Regions from separate parts of the Canis lupus genome. Here region 2 is linked to region 1. Evidence: chromatin contacts called from public Hi-C data. All regions are on one chromosome and are shown on one strand. The core of a region is the stretch at or near the end of the contact, and the rest is flanking DNA. Distances in the headings are between cores, read along the strand shown.

Region 1 (2,700 bases), core at 197-2,696:
GTAGAGTCAATCCATTCATTTAACACTCAGCAAATATTTGCTCGGTGCTCCCGTGTACTTAAGGGACTTAACTAAGAGGAAAAAAGAAAGTGGGTAGGGTGAGAAAACAGCTGGGTTGTGTTAGGGAAGAGTGGTTTTTCCTGTCCGGTTTTCACTTGGTATACCCAAATAGGATAGGGATTTGTTTAGATAGGGATTTGTTTTGCCTCAAATTTGAAAGGAATTGTTATCTTTAAGATATTCCTTGCACAATGAGGAGACATGAAGTAGCACTCTGAGCAGCATAGCAAAAGCTTATGGAGCAACGTGATCTGTATATGGCCTGACGATCTTAGATGCATCTAGAATTCTTACTCACCCAGGAGCTTCTTCGTAGTCGTGGTGGTTATGATGACAATGATGATAATGAGGGATCCCTGGGTGGCGCAGCGGTTTAGCGCCTGCCTTTGGCCCAGGGCGCGATCCTGGAGACCCCGGATCAAGTCCCACGTCGGGCTTCCGGTGCATGGAGCCTGCTTCTCCCTCTGCCTGTGTCTCTACCTCTCTCTCTCTGTGTGTGTGACTATCATAAATAAAAAAATTTAAAAAAAAAATGATGATAATGAGCACCAGTTGTGTGCCAGGCACTCTGCTAAATGCTTCCAGTGCATTCTCTCTAAACCTACCACCTAATCCTGCAAGTCAAGGATTTTACGCTTGAGGAGGTCGTGGTTCATTGAGGTTGATGGATTTGTCCAAGGCCACCCTGCCACATAGGGGCAGAGCCAGGATCCGAATTCCGATCGTCTTGTCTCTAAAGATCATTTCCATTCCACTGTCCTGCCATCTCCCACCACTTCAAAATGGGAAGGAAAGTTCAGGTAAATTCACAAAAGTATCTGCTAAGTCAGGGGTCCTCAGACTTTAGCATGCACCAGAGTCACAGGAGGGCTTATTAGAATACAGGTGACTGGGGCCCACCCCTAGAGCTGCTGATTCAGTAGGACTGGGGTGAGGCCTGCTGATCTGCATTTCTGACAAACCCAGGTGCTCCTGGCGCTGCTACTTCTGGGACCTGTCAGAACCACTGCCCCAGAAAGGATAGCCACAAGTTGACTCCACTTGGCTTCTTGCTTCCAGTTCATCTTGGCTCCTCCAGAGTCTACCTGTTTTACCAGCCCGAAGAGAAGGGTGAGGGCAAGCGCTGGCTCGGTTCTTCCTGTCTGTTCCATGGAAGCCTGTGGTTAGACACTGAGGGCTCTGTGCCCACATTGTGCACAGGTTCCCGGCTCAGCTGCTTGCTCCCCATTGTACACAGGCTCATCTACTCTCAGGGTAGCTGCCCTCACCCTGCGCCCTGGCATCAAACCCAGGCCCGCCTGGGCTGTCACTCACTTGCTGCTTCTCTGTGTCGTGAATCTGCTTCCACCTACTCTGTGGAGTACGTGCACACTGTGGTGGCCTACAATACCCTCTTCTGAGCTGGGGGACTTTGGACTGGGAGTGAGAAATCTGTTTCAGGATGATGTGGGACACAGGTTATCTGTCACCTGAGATCCTTGTTCCCCTGGGAAGATAAATTTCTGGCAGCCAACTGACTTTCCCAGGTTACAGGTTAACATGGGAACATGTGTTTCTAAAGCTCACGAACTTTCAGACTTGGAAGAGAGCTTAGTGGAAGAGGAAAGGAAGGAAACTCATACTTAGAATATGCCATGTGTCAGGCACAAGGCCAAACGCTTAACACGTGTTGGAGTATTTACTCTGCACAGTGACCTTGTGAGTTGGGGGCCGGGTGTCTTTTGATCCCCACATACAGATGAGAAAATTCAGATTCCAAGAAGTTCAGCAACCAGCAGCTCTCACACAGCCAATAAGTAGCTCAGTCAGGATCTGCCCTCAGGTCTGCCCCTGCTCCTCCCACTACTGCTGGCCTGTCAATTCACAACACTTATGTTCTCTCTAGTTTCTTTTTTTTAAGATCTTTATTTATTCATTCATGAGAGACAGAGAGGCAGAGACACAGGCAGAGGGAGAAACAGGCTCCATGCAGGGAGCCCAACTTGGGACTCGATCCTGGGTCTCCAGGATCACACCCTAGGCTGGAGGTGGCACTAAACCGCTGCGCCACCGGGGCTGCCCTTCTCTCTAGTTTCAATATAAAGTTATTGAGCTCTGGGCCACCACACATGAGGTCCAAAGCCTGCCTTAAGAAGACAAAACCTGGGTCAGTCATGTAGTGGTCAGTGCTGGGGAAGTGATAACAGGCCCAGTTTGAGAAGCTGCCCTAGTGGCAGGAAAGAGGCCAAGGTCAAGTGCTTGGGTGAGCAACTGGGAGGTCCTAGGAATCTAGAAGAGAATTGGTTGCAAGAGCTACATGGGGGCAGGCAAAGGCCAACAGGATTGCAGGGTCTCAAAGGAAGATGTAGTGGCCAGCCAGGGGCCTCAACTCAGGCAAAAGTAGCTGGTACTGCTCCAGAGAGGCAGGTGCCAGCCTCCTGGCCAGACTGTGGGCCTGTGTGAAGGCAGGTCCCCTGCTTGGCACATCTGGCAAGTGTCTGCCTTTGTGCCCAGTGTTGTACAAGGTGATGAGGCCACTCTTTCTTTCTTTCTTTCTTTCTTTCTTTCTTTCTTTCTTTCTTTCTTTCTTTCTTTCTTTCTTTCTTCTTCTTTCTTCCTTCCTTCCTTCCTTCCTTTCTTTCTTTCTTTCTTTCTTTCTTT
Region 2 (2,700 bases), core at 155-2,654, 150 kb after region 1:
GTTCTAGAAGAGGGTCCAACACAGCCGCTTGCTCTGCCTTACTTCACACAACTGGACAGTGTTCCCTTCCTTCCAACTCCAATCAGGCGGGAGAACGAACAAACGTAACCACTTGGGGGTGTTCCCTCAGTGCCAGAGACCACACAGCCTTTCCCCTCCGCACCCCCAACGACAGGACGGGCGGCACGCAGAGCTCGTAGTTCACAGCCGCAGAGTTACAGGAGGCTCTGGGGTGGGCCTGGAGTGGAGCAGTATCACAGAACCGACGCTGAGGAAGCCGTGACTGCAGGAGACAGGACTCAGGGGATGAGCCCTCCAGGCAGCCTGCCCAGCTCCGGCCGGCACTGCAGGCCCGCACAAAACAGTGGTGTGTGGCGGGCTTATAGGGCCCGCTGATCCTAAAACACTTCAGCCTAAAATTGTTTCGAGCAGGGACGCCCGGGTGGCTTAGTGGTTGAGCGCCTGCCTTTGGCTCAGGGCATGATCCCGGGTCTAGAGATCGAGTCCCGCATCGGGCTCCCCGCAAGGAGCCTAGCCTGCTTCTCCCTCTGCCTGTGTCTCTGCCTCTCTGTGTCTCTCATGAATAAATAAATCTTTAAAAAGAAAAAAAACCTAAAAAAAATCGTTTCGAGCAGTCTTGTACTAAGAGCTCCCTCACCCATCCTGACATTTGGGAAACACAAGCTCCAGCATGGCACGTAACTGGGAAAATGTTAAGATGTAAAGCCAAGGAAACTTAAGCTTAAAATGTTATGCGCGGACACCCAGAAGGGCCTCGGAGACGTAAGCTACTTACGACAGATCTTTGTGAAACAACTCAGGGTAGAAACAGAGCCAGCGGGGAGGCCGAGGAAATCCCTTTGCCTGGCAGAGGGCAGCAGGGTCCGAAGGTAGGTCAGCCCAGCCCTCAAACCATCAGCACCGCGCAGAGCACAGGGAAAGGGGCATCACCCATGGCTTCAGCCCAGCTCTGCACGTGCAGCTGTCACCCTTAGCTCTTCACAGACAACGACTCCCACAGGAGTGGAGCAGAGGCTCCGGTGATACACCAGAGAGTGAAGACAGATCCAATTTATAATCCGGGTCCCTCCCAGGGAGCGGAGACTGCAGGCCCAGACAGGTGCTCTGGCCAGCCACCTTCAATGGAAATGCCTCGGGAAAAGGCAAAAGCGCTCTCTGCTAAGCACCACTGTCAGCTAAAAGGAAAGAAATCCCTTTTAAGGAAGCTATTTAACTTCAATAGGCTGCTTTTCTGCCAGGATTTTCAACTCCTCTGAACATAAGCCGAGCCACAGACTGCTGCACGTATGTCTGGATCCTGGCTAACCACCCCCCGCCCCCCCCCGGCCCCGTTCTCCGAGCTTCAGCACCAGTTGTTAGCCAAAAATAAACACCATTCCTCAACCATATATGTCCACCAGCCCAGAGCTGGGGAGGAGGCGGCGGCAGGTCAGGTCCCCAGGCTCCAGCCACAGGCAGCGTGGCTGCTACACACCATGCACATCACCCAGCTCAACCGGGAGTGCCTGCTGCACCTCTTCTCCTTCCTGGACAAGGACAGCAGGAAGAACCTGGCCCGGACCTGCCCCCAGCTCCAGGACGTGTTCGAGGACCCCACACTCTGGCCCCTGCTGCACTTTCGTTCCCTCATAGAACTCAAGAAGGACAACTTCCTCCTGAGCCCGGCCCTCAAGAACCTCTCCATCTGCTGGTACTCCAGCCGCGTGCAGGTGTGCAGCATTGAGGACTGGCTCAAGAGCGCCTTCCAGAGGAGCATCTGCAGCCGCCATGAGAGCCTAGTCAATGATTTCCTCTCCCAGGTGTGCGACAGGTAGGCCACCTCCTGAGCAGCACGGGCTCTGCACCGTCCGGCTCCTAGAGCTCTAGGAGGCTTCTGGGGGGTGGGGTGGGGGCAGGGAAGAGCTAATTACAGACCAAGACGGCTCCATGTTGGGAGCCTCAGACTAGGCCCAAGACAGTCGGTCTAGGCCCACCCCCGGCACAGACCCAGAGAAGTCCACAGTGGTGCTGGGGGTGCGCGTGGGGGCTGCCCCTCAGCCTCACAGGCCCTGGAGCTGCTTCTGGGGCAAACAGGAAGACTGGCCTCCGGCTGTCGCTGTCCTTCCTGGCAGCCATTAAGAGCTCAGGGGGTCCGGCTGGGCCTGGATTTTCAAGGTCAGGCCCTGGGGAAAGGTCCTGGATTCAGCAGTCAGCTTCCCCTCTACTCTTCTCCTAGCAAACAAACTCCATAGGCGCGGGGAACCCAGCTCAGGAAGGAGTTAGGGTGCTCTGGGTTAGCTGAACCAAGCCAGACTCCAGGAGGAGGGGTGGTGATACTGAAGAATGGCTTCCTCATTAGAATATTACTAACCTCACCGTACCCTTAAGGGAGGGTTTTAGCCTAATTTTTGAAATGAGCAAATCAAAGCTCAAGGAGGTCATGTGATTTGCCCACAGTCTAGGATTGCCGGATTTTAGAAAATAAAAATTCAAGACACTCACTTAAATTTGAATTTTGAATAGATGAAATAATTTTTTTGGTCTAAGTATGTCCCAAATGCATCCTGTACATGACTGGTCAACTCTACCACGGGCAGAGGCTAAGCCACAGGCGACCCTCCATAGTCCCAGCCTCCTGCCTAAGGCAGCCCACGCTCAGCACAGACTTCCGCTGCCAGCCTCTCGCTGAGCCCAGGTTGA

What was found. Hi-C and Micro-C count contacts between places; a contact is called where the count stands out from the background.
Region 2: a contact with region 1 is called in a Hi-C map of skin fibroblasts, with 3 times the contacts expected there. The contact joins the promoter of FBXL22 here to the enhancer-like site in region 1. A contact is called at or near these places in 5 of 9 Hi-C or Micro-C datasets (amygdala, blood, liver and 1 more).

The regions. Positions count from the first base shown.
Region 1 is chr30:28,452,030-28,454,729 of UU_Cfam_GSD_1.0, forward strand. No RefSeq gene overlaps it. Among named protein-coding and RNA genes, the nearest start is that of USP3, 32 kb to the right of the region's middle. Within about 2 kb of position 1,447, at least 8 of the 20 cell types and tissues checked have an H3K27ac peak or open chromatin away from gene starts, as enhancers often do. A contact at or near this core is called in liver, where this site is marked.
Region 2 is chr30:28,597,929-28,600,628 of UU_Cfam_GSD_1.0, forward strand. FBXL22 (F-box and leucine-rich protein 22) reads left to right here and starts at 1,405. Exons shown (of 2, transcript XM_038581110.1): 1 at 1,405-1,831. The coding sequence starts at 1,497.